Regions from separate parts of the Mus musculus genome. Here all the other regions are linked to region 1. The links are chromatin contacts, called in public Hi-C, HiChIP or PLAC-seq and promoter capture Hi-C maps. All regions are on one chromosome and are shown on one strand. Each heading gives the region's core, a stretch centred on a gene start, on an enhancer-like site or on the middle of the called end of the contact. The rest is flanking DNA. Distances are from core to core; before and after follow the strand shown. Region 1 holds the start of Zdhhc7 (zinc finger, DHHC domain containing 7). Region 2 holds the start of Car5a (carbonic anhydrase 5a, mitochondrial). Region 3 holds the start of Slc7a5 (solute carrier family 7 (cationic amino acid transporter, y+ system), member 5). Region 4 holds the start of Zcchc14 (zinc finger, CCHC domain containing 14). Region 5 holds the start of Mthfsd (methenyltetrahydrofolate synthetase domain containing).

Region 1 (3,360 bases), core at 300-2,799:
CTGTCCTGGAACTCACTCTGTAGAACAGGCTGGCCTTGAACTCAGAAATCCTCCTGTCTCTGCCTCCCAAATGCTGGGATTAAAGGTGTGCACCCATTACATCCAGCTTAGAGTTTTATTTTTAAGTATATCAACCGACCAAGCGCCCAGACACTCAAGAGTCAAGTGCTGTTGAACAAATTCTGAGTGAAATTATCTCTTCACTTTTTCCCACTCTCAGCCCAGAAGCCAGTAACTCCTTACCAGTAACTCCACAGAGTACACAACACAGTTTCAACACCCCCAACCTGTCTATTTTGTGCAACGTTCAAAAAATGAAATTAACACTCCCATTAGCCCATTTTGTAAAATACCTCCAAGAACCTTTCTCTTTAACCACTTCTGCAGGGGCAAGTATCACAAGGTATCTTTTTTTGTTGTTGTTTCTAAATGTAGCATGAATTAAGTGAAAGTTATAAACAACTTTGGAAAGATCAGAGTGGTGTGCTGGGCAGATTTACCAAGAAATATAAATGACCTCTCTCCCAAGGCAGTAAAATAAACACAAGTGTACTCCCTCACTAAGGGGACTGATTGCAAAGCAGACTGTAGCTTGGATTTGGACAGCGCCACACACACCAGTGAAAGCCGCTACAGTGCAGACTGCTGCAACTATGACTACTCCAATTTAATTGCCACAATAAACTGGCTGTTCACGAGCTAATAAAATGTGCCTATTTAATAGCTAGAAGGGACTTAGTTCTAGAAATAATGACAGCTCAATAGAGTTGAACCTTATTGCCCTGAAAGCTGACCCGATTATCCCAGATGCCCTTCCGGGTAACTACCCTCCTAACACCATGGCCAGGGGCAGGGGGGAAGAGAAGGGAGACCGGCAAAGAACAGAAGAGTCCCGCTAAAGAGAGACAACAGAGGCCTTGGGAAGACAGACCTGCGACGAAGCATGACCATAAAAAAACTTGACAGCTCGCAGACCGGTGACAGCACTTTATGACAGCCACCCTGACGTTAGCTCTGGAGCGCCCAAGGTCAGGCAAAAGGCTGCAGGTGCAAATGGGGCTCGATCCTGCGGGGTCCGCAGAGGAGACTGGAGAGCCCCCGAGGGGACCGCAGCGCGGAGGCGGCGGGGAGCCGCCCGGGGTCGCGGCCGCCGCTCTCCCCGCACTCACCCGAGGCCCGGGCGGGGTCGCCCAGTGCTGAGGCTCCTGGTGGCCGGCGGCTGCAACGGCGCGGGCGGCGACGCATCATGCGGCAGCGCTCATGGCCGGGCCGGGTGGACCCGGATCCGGCTCGGTTCCGCGCTGCTCGGGCCGGCCGGGCCGGTGGGCGAGAGGCAGCAGCCCCAGCAGAAGCGGGAGCCCGACGCCGAACTGGCACAGCCGAGCCGAACGACCCCGGAACTGGACCAGGCCGAGGTCAAGACGCTGCGCCTGCGTCCTTCCGGTCGCGCCGCCCGGGGCTTCCGGGAGGCGGATCGCGGGGAGGCTCTGGCGATTTCATCCAAGACCGGGCTTCCAAGAACTCGGCGGTTCTTGGAGGAGAGGCAGCAGCATCTACGGCAAGACTACTAAACGGAGATCCCCCGGGAAGGGTGGCCCGGAAGAGAAATCAGTGCCTACGGGGCGCCGCGAGGGCCACGCCGCGTTGCCGTTCGAGAGCACTCGATAAGGCTTCCCGCCGCACCATACATAGATGAAGTTTGTGGCGACTCCGATTCTCTTTTTAAGGATGTCGGTGCCAGGTGGAGGAGGGAGAACTACGGAGATGAAGGATAGAGGCGCGGGGGTGGAAGCAACTGAGCCAGAGGGCGTTTGGGAGCCCGAGGCAGCGCCCTGGACCGGAGATGGGACTCCTGGGTCCAGGCTTGCACACCTCCATGCCCAGGTCGCTGGAGCGTCGCTGCGACCCCTTCCTGATGACCGGCCAGAGTTTTGCGGAGGTAGAAACGAGTGTTTTTATAACCTTCACCCGTCCCCTGCCTCTTGAGTCCCCTGACAGACTTAGCACAATTTGTCCAGGGCAGAGAAGTGTTTGGTAGTTAAACTGGCAAACGCAAGGTGTGCTGTGATACTAAAAAGGGCTATAATGACAGCTCCGGGATCTAGCCCATTGGGGTACGCACGCCATCTTCGCTGGGTTTCCTGTCCCCGCGCCCAGAAACTGCTATTCGAGCCAGATTTTTGGAAATAAGGGTGCATTAGATTAACTGCTCCAAAATTACAGCTTTTAAGTTTAGGCATGGAAGTGCACGCCTAAGTCCCAGCACTCAGGAGGCTGAGGCAGGAGGATTCGGAGTTCGAGACCACTCTAGACTATATAGTAATGCCATCTTGAAAAAAAAAAAAGCATCTTTTGGGTTTGAAAAATTATGGTTACATCTTTTTAATCTTATTTAATTCTTTCTTTAATTCTTATGTCTGTGGGTGTTCTGCCCGCATATATATATCTGTGTACCACGTGCATGCTCGAGGAGGGCATTTAGATACCCTGGAACTGGCGTAAGCAGTTTTGAGTTGGCTTATGGGTGCTAAGAAACCAAACCTAGGTTTTCTGGAAGGACCACCTCTAAGCAGACTCGCAGGCTCTGTAGCCCCTTTTGTGGTTACGTCTTGTGCATCCATATACTCACTATGGTACCAACCTTTCAGGTGCCTCTTGTTTGGCCTGCCCTAGGTAGCTATTTCCTCAGGATGGAAAGCGGGGCTCAGGACACCCATAAGACCCGGGAGGTCTTGTGGATCATGTAAGGAGTACACTGTTGCTGGTTAGAGGAGACTTTCTGGAGCCTTGCAGGCTGTGTCATGAGCATGTTTTCCCATGCTAGGGTGGACTTCTCAGTGTTGGCAATGCCTCAGTTACCCATACACCTCTAAATAGCCATGCACTTGTAGGTAACCCCGATGAGCTTAGCAGTTCACTGAGGCGGACCTGAATGGAATTGAGGCAGAATAGAAAGACAGGGACTTCAAGGACCCTGGGAACAGAAAAAAGCCCTCACCCTGACCTTTCTTGCTCGCTGAGAGTTAAGAAACCAGCAAGATTGATAAAGGCAGTATTGCCTCCAGAGACAGTGTGTTTTCCTCAAGACAACACAAACAGGATGTTAAAAACAGGAAATAAATTGTGCACACTCACGGTCAGATTGTTTGTGCGGATCTAGCTTAGCTAAATAATAAAAGCACCTTACTCAGCAAGAGACCCTGTCTTGAAAAATCCCCCATCCCTTGAGGACCTCTGGCCTTGGAGTACCCAGGCAGACATACAAATGCACACACACACACATACACACACACACAAGAATAAAATATAAGCTTGACTTGGAGATGGCTGGAGAGGTGGCTCTGTAATTAATAGCACTTG
Region 2 (3,360 bases), core at 231-2,730, 1.8 Mb after region 1:
TGAGTTCAAGGCCAGCTTGGTCTACAGAGTCCCAGGACAGCCAGGACTACACAGAAACACCATCTGGGGTAGGGTGGGGTGTGGAAGGCTTCTCTCAGGTGACCTTGTGTTTGGGATGAGCAGGTAAGAGGTGTGTGAGTGTGTGTGTGTGTGTGTGTGTGTGTGTGTGTGTGTGTGTGTGTGTATGGCAGGGGGGAGGGGAGAAGGTAGCAGTATTGATAGGAGTGTCCACAGCTGCCTTAGGAGGACAGCTGAAGAGTCCCAGAGTGTCCAGGTTGGGACACTGGTGACATTAGGCCTTATGAAGATGGAAGGTAAGAGGCTGCCAGCCTCGGTCACCAGATGAGTTCCAGAGAGCTGCCAAACCTTAAGGGTGAAATTTCAGACACTGTAGGCATGGCACCTACAGCTGACACACTCCTGTCGTGAGCTGAAGATCCCTAACCCTAGGCACATTCCTGCACAGTAACACTAGCAAGTGCTGTCTGCGGCTGCTCACTGCTGGTCAGAGCCAAGGGCTACAGCAGATGCCAAGTGCCGGGGTTAAAGCTCAGAGCCACGAGCCTCCAACCTGAGAGCCGTGAGCCCGAAAACCCAGGGTGGTGGGCAGCCAGTTCTTGGACCTTGGAGCCTTGAGCCTCTCCCGCTGCTAGTCTAGTCTCTGGGCTTTGGGCACTCAGCAACCAGGCTGTCAGGGTTGCAAGAGCTGCTTGCCCACCCACCCTCCAGGCCTGGCAGCTTCTCGGGCAGTCCTGGGGTTTGTGTGAGGCTGGGCACCCTGGGATGAACAGAGGAGCCTGTGTGCACCGGGCTTCCCACTGCCTTCCCACCGGATGCTGCAGACAGCATCCATCTTGCCTGCCCTGTGGATGTGGAAACCGAGGTTTAAGGAGGCAGGCCATTTACTCAAGCTCTCAAAGGTCACCTTTCGTCTACAGGAAGGCCTCCGGGCCTGGCCCTTCCAAATGCTAAAACCCAAAATCTGCAGTTTGGGCAGTTCAAATGTCCAGAAGCATCTTGGGCCCAGCTGGAGGCTTGGAGCATGCCCTAGTTATTTGCAATACCTCTTAGTCCCTTTAGCCCCCGAGTTACACAGAGTTAAATGACTCACTTGGGATCACCAGATACCAGAGATATTGTACAAATCAGAACGGAAGCCAACCATGTTGCCTCTTAAAGCCACCCTAAGACTGCACCACCATTAAATCTCACCTGGGACAGTATGAGAATCTACTTACGGGCACAGTTGCTGTGTTCCTCTGCACAGGAATGCTGGAAACGCCAGCGCTGTGGCCCTGTGGCACAGAGAAGTCCCACATGCCTGAGGATGGCTAAGGGCTTGCGGGGGTCTCTCCTGAGCATCTTGGCTCTGAGCAGCACGGGGTAGTGGCCCACTGTATGCCCTTGCTTTGGTCAGGGCCACCTCAGAGTTAGGTGCATCTCTGTCCTTTTGAGGAACTCATTAAAACCTCTGAACCTAGTGGTTAAATTTCAACTCTTGCCTGTCCCAGCTCAGGAGTGGGTGATTGGGGACCCAGTGGCCTTGGCTGGGAACAGGCCACTCTGGTCACTGCTTTGGCCTGGTAAACAGCTGGGCAAGCCTGCCAGAGTGCTAAACTTGACATGGGTCCCCCAAGAGCAGCAGGAAAGGATGTGAAGGATGGGTGAGGGCAAAGTCCCTGTCCCCTGTAGTATTGACCCTGTGTTGGGGACATGTAGGGCAGGCACAGAGCTGTCACACAAGACAGGAGAGGACAGGTTCAAGAGCATAAGGAGGGGTGGAGGCACAGTGCCTTGGCTGAGTGGGGCTGTGACCGGGTGTCCCGATTGCTGAGGGAAGCTGGAGGTTCCTGGGGCCCATCTCCGCAGCCTTGATTCCAATGTATTCCCCTGAGACAGGATGCCCTGGGTCCTGCCCAGAGGTTTGCCATGGATGTCAACAGTGTTCTTCTCATGCATGAAGGGTCCACGTAGGGACAACTTCTATTTGGTGGCTCTGGCTATGACACTTGGAATTTTGGGTCAGCCCCAGGGAGCCTCTTTCTGACTGGAGGAGCAGTCTGTCCATCCTCCAATGCTTTTTTCCAAAGGAGCCCACAGGGATGGGTGGCGTGTGTGTAAGATCTTCCACCACTGCTGTTGCTTTAAAATTGGAGTCTGGCCGGGCAGTGGTGGCACACACTTTTAATTCCAGCACTTGGGAGGGAGAGGCAGGCAGATTTCTGAGTTCGAGGCCAGCCTGGTCTACAGGGTGAGTTCTAGGAGAGCCAGGGCTACACAATGAAACCTTTTCTCAAATTTTATATATATATATATATATATATATATATATATATATACACACACACACACACACATATACATACACACATATGTATATATACATATATAGTGCAAAAATTGAAAACAATACAAAAATATGAAGCACAATTCCTTTCCTCTTCTCCTCTCTCTCTCTCTCTCTCTCTCTCTCCCTCTCTCTCTCTCTCTCTCTCTCTCTCTCTCTCTCTCTCTCTCTCCCCTTCCCTCTTTCCCTCTCTGGTGCCCACAGCTCATTCACCCTTCATCCTAGTCATCTGTACTTTGTGGATATAAGGCCTGGCATCCGTGACATCAGACTCACATCATGGAACTCGCTCTGTAGACCAGGCTGGCCTCGAACTCACAGAGCTCTCCTGCCGCTGCCTCCCAGGTGCCAGGATTAAAGGCGAGTGCCACCCTGCCTTGCAGCCTTTATTATTATTATTTTTACATTCAGTTATATAATCAATAAATTGATTTTCCAAAAGGAATAAACATCTAAAGTACATCTTATTTCTTTGTGCACATGCATGCAGACACATGTTGAGGGCAGAGGACAACTTGTGGGAATCACTTCTGTCTGCCAGCGTGTGTCCCAGAGCCACCAGGCAATCATCTTCACCAGGTGGGTCATCTTGCAGGCACAGATAAACTCCTTTTATTTCCTTAAGCTACCTTCTTGTTTCCTGGTTCCCTGACAGCCCCTGACACTGTGTCTGTTCTGCCCATGGAGGAACCCGCATCCCAGAGTGGTGACCTGTGTCGGGAGTGTCCCCTAGCTGGCAAGTGACCGGGTCCCAAGCGTTTTTGAACCCATCCCACAAAAACAATATGGAGATGGAACTGGGAAGAAAGTGCAGCTAAATGTGGGGGCCAGCAGGAGGTATTCAGGTACACGCAGTCACCCTGCTCTTCACGTTCTGGGACACACACAAGGAGCACAGTGGATGCCTGGGCAACACAGTCAGTCACCCAAACTCTCAATCAGCACAGTGGGGGAAACAAGCTGCCATGGGCGTTTGTGCCATGGCTGTCATTGCTGCCTAAGGAAATATGTCG
Region 3 (3,360 bases), core at 498-2,997, 1.8 Mb after region 1:
CACAGAAGACCTTACTGGTCATCATCCAACTGGCACTACAGAGCAGAGTGGGTGGTCTCAGAATTGAAGGGCACACCCGGCTGGGTCTGATAACAGGAGACAGTCTCAGGGCCAAAGCCAAAACAGGCACTGGCATCGAGCAGTGGCCCCAGTGCTAACAGCAGCCCCGGACTTCCATGGCTCACAACCAAGTCTAGCCCACCTCCCCATCACCCTCTCTGTGTGCACTATCAACACAGCTCTCAAAACAAACAGATACATCGGTCTTAGCTGCCTGAACTCATCTGTAATTTTGAAAGTAGCATGATTTATTTCCAGGTTGCTCTCCACCACCAAATCATGTGGCATTTGCTTCAAACGATCATTTTCCCCCAGTCCTGAAAAATCACACAACTGTTTTTGAAAGCAGAAATCAATCCGTCTTGACCTATGCGTCCCATAAAGGCTACACTCAACAGCTGTTACCTGGCACATCTTGGGACCCCTCAAGCCCACCCACACAGACTGTCGTCTGTCTGCAGCCGAGTTTCTTTTAGTCCTTTACTGACAGGCAGGCTTTACACGATTCCGCTACTCATCTTAAACGAGCAAGCAGCCATCACTACCACACACAAATTTATTACTACTGTTTTCTTATGAGTCAGCCAGTTCACTGATTCCTGATAGGCCGGTTTTAAGAACATAAGTGATTTTTTTTTTTAAACTGCAATTTCCCTCTTAGCAACCAGTCAGCAACTGAAGCTGAAACAGGAAACTGGCATATCTGCCACTCCACGTGGTGCTTTGCTGAAGGCAGGGAGTGTATTGCTCTCACCCGGGACAGAGTAGATCTCTCGTACTTAGAATTCAGGTCGGGAAGCGGGATGCCTGCCGCGGGGTCAGAGCCGCGACCCACTGAGGTCTCGCGAGGGCTGTCCCGAAAGCATAGACACTATGAATGGATTAAAGAAACGCACGTGGGTTCTGGGGCCTGTGACTTTAGCCTGGAACTGCCGAGATGGTTCAGGGATGGACAGATGGAGGGATACTGGGATGGGTGTTGCCGAGCTGTAAACGCAGGAACCTTGGCTCGCGCCCACCCGGCCCCGCCCCAGCCCGGCCCCACCCCAGCCCGGACCCCTACTTACGCACGCAGAGGCAGGCCACGAGCTTGGCAGCTTCCTCGGGCACCGGACAAGTGGGGAAGACCGGCTTGAGCAAGTAGGTGGCGAAGACCAGCGCCACGATGTACTGCGAGGAGGGCCGAATGATGAGCAGCTCGATCCAGAGCTTGAGGAAGGCGGGCAACGAGCCGTAGACCTCCAGCATGTAGGCGTAGTCGCCGCCTGACTTGGAGATGGTGGTGCCCAGCTCCGCGTAGCAGAGTGCGCCCACGATGGAGAAGACGCCGCACACAGCCCACACCACGAGCGACAGTCCGGGCGACCCCGCTTCCTTGAGCACGCCGGTGGGCGTCACGAAGATGCCAGAGCCGATGATGGTGCCCACGATGATGGCCACACCGTTGAGCAGCGTGATATTGCGCTGCAGGGTCACGCCTTCGCCCTCGGGGTCCGCGCCGTCCCCGCGCCGCGCCTCCAACATCTTCTCCCGCGCCTGCCGCTCCTCCTCCGCCGCCGCCGCCGCCGGGGTCGCAACCGCGCGCCTCTTGGCGCCCGCGACCGCCATGCTCTCGGCGTTCCCGGCTCGGCCTGGATACCCGGCGTGCGCGCGGCCGAGCCGCTCTCCGCGTACTGAGAAGTGCGTCTGCGTCCGCCCCGCCCGCGCGGCCTTTTATCTCTACCGTTACCCGCCCTCCAGGCTCCGCCCATCGCCGCTGCTGTTGGTTCAGCTCGCAAAGGCCCCCGCCCCCTCAGCCCGCGCGACCCCGCCTCCTTCGCGGGCCCCCGCCCCCAAGTCTGTTAGAGCACGTGGAGCGTTAAGATCCTGAAACTGAGGACTACTGATGTGTTTAACGCGGCGTGACTACTGATGGGTTTATCGCGGCGTGTTTCACAAGATCCGAATGTTGTACGCGGGTGGAGAGTCGACTCACACCTCCTCACAAGTCCTGTGCAGGATGTCAGGGCCGATTGGTAAGGGCGTGCTTCTTCTCCCGCCCCAGGCGGCGCAGAGGACTTGTCAAGGGAGAAAGCACCGGAAGGGGGGTGGCTCAGTGTATAGTCCCAACACCTGCCCGGAATCCTGGCCCTGCCTCGCGGGTGTTTATCTCCGCTTCCTCCAGTGTGCATATCCTGTGCGTCTGGGAGATGAAGGATAAATATCTTATCTAGGATAAGTGGGGGTGGGTTGTGGGGTGAGGCACCCCTATAGTCCAACTTGGTCCAGAGGAAACGAGTCTGAGGGCGAAATGATCCGTCAGCTCTGGAGGAAACGGAAGAATAGACCAGAATGGTAGCCAGCTTACTCCTGGACTTAGATATCCATCTGGTCCCAAGGAGGGTCTTGACAAAAGCTCGATTAGTGGTACACCCAATCTGGAGAAGCAAGTTTTAGAAGGGAACCAACCCAATCTACTGTAGGGTGAAAGGGCTTTAGGTTGTCATTCTTAGGAAATCTTAGGTAAGAGGGTTTTTGAGATAATGTGGTCACACATCTGGAAGGTTCAGCATCCCAGGCCTGGTGCCATCATCGTGGGCACCATTATCAGCTCTGGCATCTTCGTGACGCCCACCGGTGAGCTCAAGGAAGTGGGTTCAAGCCCTCGTGGTATGGGCTGTGTAATTTGAGCTGATGGTACGCTTGGAAAATTTCATTGGTCAAGATAAGTCCAGGAGCCCCAAGACCCCCTCCTTTTCACCAGCTGTTCCATTTTCTGTCCAAAGGAGTCCCCAGGAAAACTCACAGACAAGCAGAAGGGAAGGTGGGGGGGGGGGCTTAATTTAAGAACCTTCAGACTTGTAAGGATACAGAGCCCTGTATGCTCTGCTAAACTGTCCAGTCTGCCAAGCCTTCCCCACTGCTGAGGCATGACCAATGAAGAAATTCAAACTTCTCCCCATCTTTGGATCTACTGCTGCAGCCAAGAATGCCAGAGCTGCCCCTTGGAAGCCCATGTCGGGGAGGTGTTCAGCCAAAGACTCCAAGGGTCACTGGAGCTACCTCCCCCAACCCCCAGTATGTCAGCCATTCACAAGCAATGACAAGCTGGTATCTCTGTAGCCTGAGCAGTGGGAAGCCATGGAGCTAAAAGGTCACACCAACATTAACCATGCCACAGTACAGACTGCCTAAACTGATGGCTTTGGGAAGATTGAGAAACTTGCTTCTCATTCTTGACATAGTCCTTTCAGAGGGCTAAAAGCATACCACCAACCCACTGAGACATCGCTAAGATTCCAAGGTACATCGTCTAACTTA
Region 4 (3,360 bases), core at 445-2,944, 1.6 Mb after region 1:
TGGGGCTCAGTGGCCAAGCACCTGCCTGGCATGCACAAGCTCCAGGCTCCATCCCTAGTACTGTGTGGGTGGGAGAGGACCCAAGACATTTGTTCTAGACACTTCTACTCTGAATTCACTGCCCTGTTAAAAACCAGTCCCCATCTCCTACAGAGCAACCCGGACCTGATGCGTCTGAGCTTCACTCACACAGGGGTCTGGCAGCCCAGGTTGGGAGACAGCAAGCTCCTGCTCGTGGATGAAACTAACCGCAGCTGAGGAGACCACAGAGAGGTGACAGCTGGCTGGCCTGAAGAACTTAACTTTCCTTGGGCCCTGCCTTTCTTGTTGACAGTTGCCTCGCATGCAAGAGGGAAGTGAGGTGGCAAAGTGTATGTATGTAAGAAAAAAGAAGAAGAAAAACCCAAAAAGCTAACCGAAGTCTCAGAGGCAAACGTCAGTGAAAAGATAAGACGCCACAGAAACCCATTCAGGAACCACAACCACTTCTTAGAGGAAGACATTAAAAAGAAGCCACAACTCAAGGTTCAAAGAGAGCTGAAAGAAAAACCGACGGAAGCCCCGACGACCTCACCTTGTTCACCTTGGACAGGGGAAGCTGAGTTAAGAGTTTAAACTTCAAAAGGCTCAGACTGTGGAGCAGCTGGGCAGGAGGCCCGGATGTGGCCTCTGACTACCAAGGACATGGTGTGGGACCTCAATGGCCCTTGGCACTGGTGAGCCTTTCTCTCACAAGAAACCTGGGTTCTTGGCTCCAGGGCTGCTGCCGGCCTCCAAAGGCCCAAATGCACACCGACTCCATCATCCACAACTCCGGGCTGCAGCTGAGAGGGATGGATACTAAAGAAATGAACTCCATCTGCTAGTCACCATGGCCCCCAACCACCCAGCCTTCAGCTTCCACGAGAACCACGTGCTTTACCAGTCCTCAAACATTCGGGCCACAGCTGGCATTTCTGAGTGGACAGTCAAGCTGCCCTTCCTGCCCAGCAAGCTGACATTATCATCCTAAGACCAGATCCCACCTCAGTGAGCTTGGGTTCTCCCCGATGGTGGATCACCACTGACAGCATACCCGCAGACCCGCTGAGGCTGCAAAGCCCCTGTCAAGAGCCAGGCTCTCCAGACAGACACGCTTAGCAGCGTGCACAACCCCCACGATCGCACACGCAGACACGGGTTCCTGTACATCGTACCCCTGCCATGCACGCCCGGGGACACCTGACCCAGACAGGCAGGTGGCAGGGCCCACCTGCGCCCAGGTTCCAGGTCGGTGCAAGTGGACATATCGTTGAGTGTTATGTCACCTAAGAACCGGGATTGACAGGACAAAGGCCTTCTCGTGTCCCCAGCCTGGGCCGTGACACCGAACACACAAAGGGGGCCGCGCGCTGACGCAGGCCTCCGGGTCCCTTAGTAGGTCATCTCCAGGCTGGCCGGTAAAGGACCCCAGCCGCGCTGCCCCACCGCGCGCGCTTGCGCTCACCTTGTGGCAAGCCGAGCAGGTGGGCAGCGCGCCGCTGGGCCCGGGCGCGCTCTTGCCACCGCCACCACCGCCGCCGCCGCCGCCACCGCCGCTGTTCAGGCTGCTCTGGATCTGTGTGAGCTCCTGGCGCAGCACCTGCTTCTGGTGGAAGCTGAAGGCCGGGTGGTTAGAGGCCATGGTGAAGAGCAGGAGGAACTCATCGCCCGTGCGACCCTCGTTGAGCTGCAGCCCGTAGTTGTGGATGATGGAGTCGGTGTGCGTGAGCGTGCGGTACAAGACGCCCGCCGCCTCGCGCTGCTCCGAGCCCAGCAGGGCCAGCGACACCAGCAGCTTGCTGCGCACCACCTCGTCCGTCAGGTTGGTGAGGCTGCCCAGGTCGGCCGGGTTGTTGGCCTTGATCTCCGAGTCGCGCAGCGAATGGTAGTCCTTGCGTGCCAAGTCCTCCAGGCACGAGCCGAGGAAGCGCAACTCGAGCGGGATGCACAGGTCCAGCAGGCCGCACAGGAACTCCACACGCTGCGGCGACGGCAGTTCAGAGAACCAGCGGTACACGCCGTCCCTCTGCAACGGGCAACGCTTCTCCACCATGCTGCCGCCCGCGCCGCGCCCGCCGCCGCCGCCGCCGCCGCCGCCGGGCCCGGGAGCAGCGCGCGGGCGGCCGGGGGGCGCGCAGGGCCGCGGCCGGGCGCCGGGCGAGGCCGCGCGCGCGCGAACGGGGCGCGGGCCGGGCGCGCGCGGGCCGGGGGAGCCGCCCGCCAGGGGCCCCGCGGCGGCCGGAGCCGGGGCCGCGGCCCGGGCGGCCGGGGACGGCGAGCGGCCTCGGGGCCGCCGCTCACGGGGAGGCGCCCTGCCCGCGCCCGTCCCCAGCGGCGGCCGGTGCGCGGCAGCGGCGGCGGCCGCTCCTCGTCGTCGTCGTCGTCGCCCGGGAGGCGGCCGCCCCCATCTCCCCGCGCGCCGCAGGGTCTGTCAGTGCGGGCCGCCCCCCGACGGAGCCGCCCCGGCCATGCCGCCTCCTGTGCTTGCGCCCAGGCCGGCCGTTACCCGCTGCGAGGCTGGGCGCGGCGCCCGGACGGGCCTGGCGCGGCGGAGGGATCCAGCGGGACCCGCGGACGGATCGCGGCCCGGGCCGTCGGAGCTGAGCAGAGCGCGCTCGCGAGCACGGGCAGCCGCGGCCAGCGGAGTGGGCGGGGTGGCCGCCTCTCGCGACAGCCCGGGCTGTCCGAGCCCGCCCCCCCACGCCAATTGGCCAGGCCGCCTGTCCTGCGCGACGGCTCGTTTCGGCAGCTCCGTAGGATTGGTCGAAGTCTAGGCGCCGCCTCAGAGATGGACTGTCGATCACGTCGGGTCCGCCTGTGCCCGCCCCCTGCGGACCGGCGCTAGGGGATTGGTCGGTGGGAATCGGCGTGGTGGAAAACTCGGGATGGAATTTTAGGCGCTTTTGTTCCCTCAGATTAGCCCGGAGCCTTGTTTTTTGGGCAAAGCCGGGCGTTGGGCCTCGGTGCTTTATTCATGAACGTGACGGCAAGGAGGCGGCGATGGGCCCAGAAGCACCACCGGCTCCGGACTTCCCTCTGATCTGCCCACCCGAGCTGTGTGACCTTGGGCGAATCGTGATTTCTCTCCGAGCCCCTTGCGCCTCCCGGGGAAGATGCGGGTAATAATACCCTCCCGGGGGGCTGCTGAGAGCTCACAGTGGGCGAGCACCTGCGTTTTTGAGGTGGCGGGACCGCCTAGGGCGAGGATGATGGGAGGAGCAAGCCTTCTTCCCTCCCCCACCCCAAGATCTACTTGCCAGGTCTGTCAGCTCGTTCTGTCAGCGGGCATCTCGGGCCCTGGAACCGAGAAAATGCAAACCCGCGGGCAGAGGCAGGGCT
Region 5 (3,360 bases), core at 279-2,778, 1.0 Mb after region 1:
GCTATGTCACTGGCACAAATAGCCTAATCCCTTTCTAACAATGCCAGGGACACTTCTGTACCTTGAAGTTGGGGATCCTGTGATGAACGGGTCGGGGAAAGTCAGCTATATCATGGGATTCCATGTAGTCCCAAATCCGTTCACGTATGCTTTGTTTGGAGACACCTACAAGAAGGAAGGACTGTGACGTACTGCTAAGAAGCAATCCCATAATGCACGTGGGCACATCTATACCTGCCACTGTGACACCACTTGCATAGGAATTTGCGACCGAGTCAGACCAGCTTAAGATAACCAAAAGTATTAGTTTTCCCTCGAGCTCCCTGGCCAGTTGAGAGAAGCACCTTCATTTCTGCTAGGAAGCTGGAACACACTGAAACCAACTGTAAATCAATCTGTAGTCTTTCCTCGGCAGTGCTAGGGGTTCCTGCATCCCAGGCAAGCTCTCTACGAGTGAGCTACACACCTTTTTGAGGCAGGGTGTCTCTCTGATCAAAATGGGGCTTGAACCTTTAAGTGCTCTTCCTTCAGCCCCCAAATAGTGAGGTTACGGGTGTGCCACCAGGTCTGGCTAGAAGGTCATCTTTTGAACTAGTTAGTGATCCAGTGGGTCACACCTGGGGCTTTAAGTGTGCTAAGCAAGAACACTATCACTGAGCCACACTCCCAACATGTCCTTTAAACTGTTAAATCTTACAAATGACCTTACAAACCTCACAAGGCAGGCGTATAGAAAGTACATTTGTCTTCCTTGATATTTATAGCTGGTGCAAGCCTTTAATCCGAGCTCTTGGGAGGCAGAGGCGCTCTAAATCTCTAAATTTTGAGGCCAGCCTGAAATACAGAGTGAATTCTAGGGCAGCCAGGATTACACAGAGGAACCCTGACTCGAAGAAAACAAAACAAAACAAAGCACAAAGATGTATTTATTGTATATGTGCACCGCCAGCAACCGAACCGGCGGGGTGTGCATGCAGGTGCGGGAGGGCACTGGGTCCCTTCCCGTGGAACTGGACTTGTGAGTCACCGCATAGGCTTGCTGGGCCTTTCTCCCTCCTCTCTTCTCCACCTCCCTCCCTTCCTCTCCCGCTCGCTCTCCTCTTTCACTTCTCTCCTCTCTCTCCCTTCCTCCCTCTCTCTCCTGCTGGTATCACAGCGTTTGCACCAGCAGACCCCACTGACCAGCAATGGTTGCCTTCCCTACTTTCGCGGCCGGTGCACTTGTCGAGAACGCTTTGCAGCGCGGGCCGGGTGCCTGCTGGGCGAGTGCTCGCCGCCGCTGCGCGACCTCCCCAGCCTGGCTGGCTAAAACCTGTCCAGCCAAGCAAGGCGAGGATGGGACTGATCCTCCCTCCCGGCTGCCAGCCTCGGCGTCCCAGCCGTACCAGGCCGAGCCGCGTCCTCCCCCACGCATGCGGACCACGGGAACAACCGCGCCGTCCCAGCCTCGGTTTCCCCATCACCCTCGGTCTTCCTCACCCTCCTGGGTCTCCATGGCTAACACGTCACCGAGCGACGCCCCGTAGCATGTCCCCGCGCGCTAGTGACGCCAGACGCCAGCGCTTCGTGCTGCACCTGCGCACTGAAGCTAGTGACCCGCAAGGTTCGCGCACGCGCGGTTGGTGCAGTGGGCGGACTCCCGTTCTGGGTTTGGGGTTCCCTGCAGTAGTAGCACCGACGCATTAGAGGACCAGAGGTCACCGCTGGAACTGCCTTGCAACGCGGATGCCCAGGATTTCCCGAGACACACACGCACACAACACGCATACATTTATACCGTATGGAACATATAACACTCTAGGGCGGACGAGATGGTTCAGCGAGATAAAGGCGCTTGTTGCTAAGCCTGACAACTTGAGTTCGATTCTCAGGACCCACACAGGGTAAAAGGAGAAAAATGACTCCCGAAAGTTGTCTTTTGAGCTTCACAAGCTCTGTGTGTGTGTGTGCGAGTATGTATAGTACCTATAGAAACATCCCTTGAAATTCAAGGTTAACAAGGAAACCTGTTTATAGGAGTGGATCTAGGGTTTCCAACTTTCTTTTCTGTACCATGAATTGTACCAGGAACACGTGGTTAGACATAAAAATAAAGACTGTTTATAAAGGAAAGGCACTCCTGAAATGAAGAGGGTTGTAAGTCAGGGACAGCTTGGTCGATTTTGTGTGTGTGTGTGTGTGTGTGTGTGTGTGTGTGTTCCCAATGCTTGTAGTCAGCATACTGTGCATTTGGAGCATCTGTTGGGCTAAGGATGTACAAGTCTGCACTGGCCACTCAGCTCCACACATCCTAGCCTCTGATTGGGGGATGTGAGGGCAGCTATTGTCTGATTGGGGGATGTAAGGGCAGCTAGTGTCTGTTTTGCAGCTTTGCCTTTGCACCTTGAACAGACAAGGCTTCCCTGAACTGCCCTGTACCTGAGAAAGGTGGCGTCATGGGTGCCATCTTCACGGATTCCCCGGTTGGTTAGAGATTGTTAGCACTCAGTCCTTCCTGCCCACTAATCACCAAAATGATTAGTACACTTTTTTTTTTTTTTTTTTTGAGACAGGGTCTGACTATGCAGCCCTGGCTGGCCTTGAAACCACAGACCCACTTGTCTCTTCTCCCAAGGGCTGTGAAGTTGTGAGCCACCATGCCTGGCTAATGTTTGCCTTTCCTGCCCTTCCCCAACCCCAGCTTCCTTTTTCTCTTCCTCTTCCTCCCTCATTTCTTCCTTTCTTCTGTCTCTTCCTGTTCCTTTAGGTGTTTTGAGACAGGGTTGTACTCTGTCCTGACCTTGAACTCACAATCCTCCTGCCTCAACCTCCCAAACTCCCATGTGCTAGGAGTACAGCCCAGTGTCACCGCACCTCAGCTTGCATGTTCTTGCGTGTGTGTGTGTGTGTGTGTGTGTGTGTGTGTGTGTGTGTGTGTTTTGGAGTCATGCTTCCTATGTGTGCAGGTGTGAAGAAGCTGGTGACACCCTCAAGAGCCACCCAGCTTGTTTTCTGACCCACTGCCAGGAATCAGCCTGTCTTTGCTAGATTTTCAAGTGCACACTGACATACCCAGATTTTTATTTTTAAACTTTAACATGGGTGCCTCTGACAAGGCAAGCATTTTACTGACTGAGCCCTTTCTAACTCCAAATGCCTCTGACTGAATCATGGAGCAGTGTCCTGTCCGGTGTCCTCTGATTCCTAGAATTATCATTACTGTCAGATTGTCCTCAGAGAAAGGACTGGGATCTGGACTTTTCACAGCACCTTCTGCATGGACACCAGGCTGCCCCCCCCCCCCAGTCCCCTGAAACCCTCTCTTAGATTAAACATGCTTCCCTGGAAGAGGAGAGGACACCTCTCCAGCAGGGTTTTAAC

Evidence for each region. Promoter capture Hi-C pulls out the DNA fragments that hold promoters and counts their contacts. Hi-C and Micro-C count contacts between places; a contact is called where the count stands out from the background. HiChIP or PLAC-seq counts read pairs in DNA pulled down with a chosen protein or histone mark. Capture Hi-C pulls out chosen DNA fragments and counts their contacts.
Region 2: a promoter capture Hi-C map of liver shows a contact between it and region 1, with 2.4 times the contacts expected there. The contact joins the promoter of Car5a here to the promoter of Zdhhc7 in region 1. A contact is called at or near these places in 1 of 39 promoter capture datasets (liver) and 2 of 9 other capture datasets (adipose tissue and liver).
Region 3: an H3K27ac HiChIP or PLAC-seq map of microglia shows a contact between it and region 1, with 5 times the contacts expected there. The contact joins the promoter of Slc7a5 here to the promoter of Zdhhc7 in region 1. A contact is called at or near these places in 2 of 39 promoter capture datasets (hippocampal neurons and liver) and 1 of 115 datasets of contacts at active chromatin or transcription factors (microglia).
Region 4: a contact with region 1 is called in a promoter capture Hi-C map of liver, with 4 times the contacts expected there. The contact joins the promoter of Zcchc14 here to the promoter of Zdhhc7 in region 1. A contact is called at or near these places in 2 of 39 promoter capture datasets (hippocampal neurons and liver) and 1 of 484 Hi-C or Micro-C datasets (embryonic stem cells).
Region 5: a Hi-C map of CD8 T cells shows a contact between it and region 1, with 6 times the contacts expected there. The contact joins the promoter of Mthfsd here to the promoter of Zdhhc7 in region 1. A contact is called at or near these places in 1 of 39 promoter capture datasets (pre-B cells), 3 of 484 Hi-C or Micro-C datasets (CD4 T cells, CD8 T cells and regulatory T cells) and 1 of 9 other capture datasets (adipose tissue).

Annotation. Positions count from the first base shown.
Region 1 is chr8:120,099,923-120,103,282 of GRCm38.p6, forward strand. It overlaps Zdhhc7 (zinc finger, DHHC domain containing 7), which reads right to left and starts at 1,550. Exons shown (of 8, transcript NM_133967.3): 1 at 1,170-1,550.
Region 2 is chr8:121,943,432-121,946,791 of GRCm38.p6, forward strand. It overlaps Car5a (carbonic anhydrase 5a, mitochondrial), which reads right to left and starts at 1,481. Exons shown (of 7, transcript NM_007608.2): 1 at 1,239-1,481. The coding sequence starts at 1,362.
Region 3 is chr8:121,905,939-121,909,298 of GRCm38.p6, forward strand. It overlaps Slc7a5 (solute carrier family 7 (cationic amino acid transporter, y+ system), member 5), which reads right to left and starts at 1,748. Exons shown (of 10, transcript NM_011404.3): 1 at 1,128-1,748. The coding sequence starts at 1,668. It overlaps BC048644 (cDNA sequence BC048644), which reads left to right and starts at 1,895. Exons shown (of 2, transcript NR_167716.1): 1 at 1,895-2,075.
Region 4 is chr8:121,650,239-121,653,598 of GRCm38.p6, forward strand. It overlaps Zcchc14 (zinc finger, CCHC domain containing 14), which reads right to left and starts at 1,695. Exons shown (of 13, transcript NM_080855.2): 1 at 1,487-1,695. The coding sequence starts at 1,663.
Region 5 is chr8:121,106,809-121,110,168 of GRCm38.p6, forward strand. Mthfsd (methenyltetrahydrofolate synthetase domain containing) reads right to left here and starts at 1,529. Exons shown (of 9, transcript NM_001372381.1): 1 at 1,480-1,529; 2 at 62-165. The coding sequence starts at 1,495.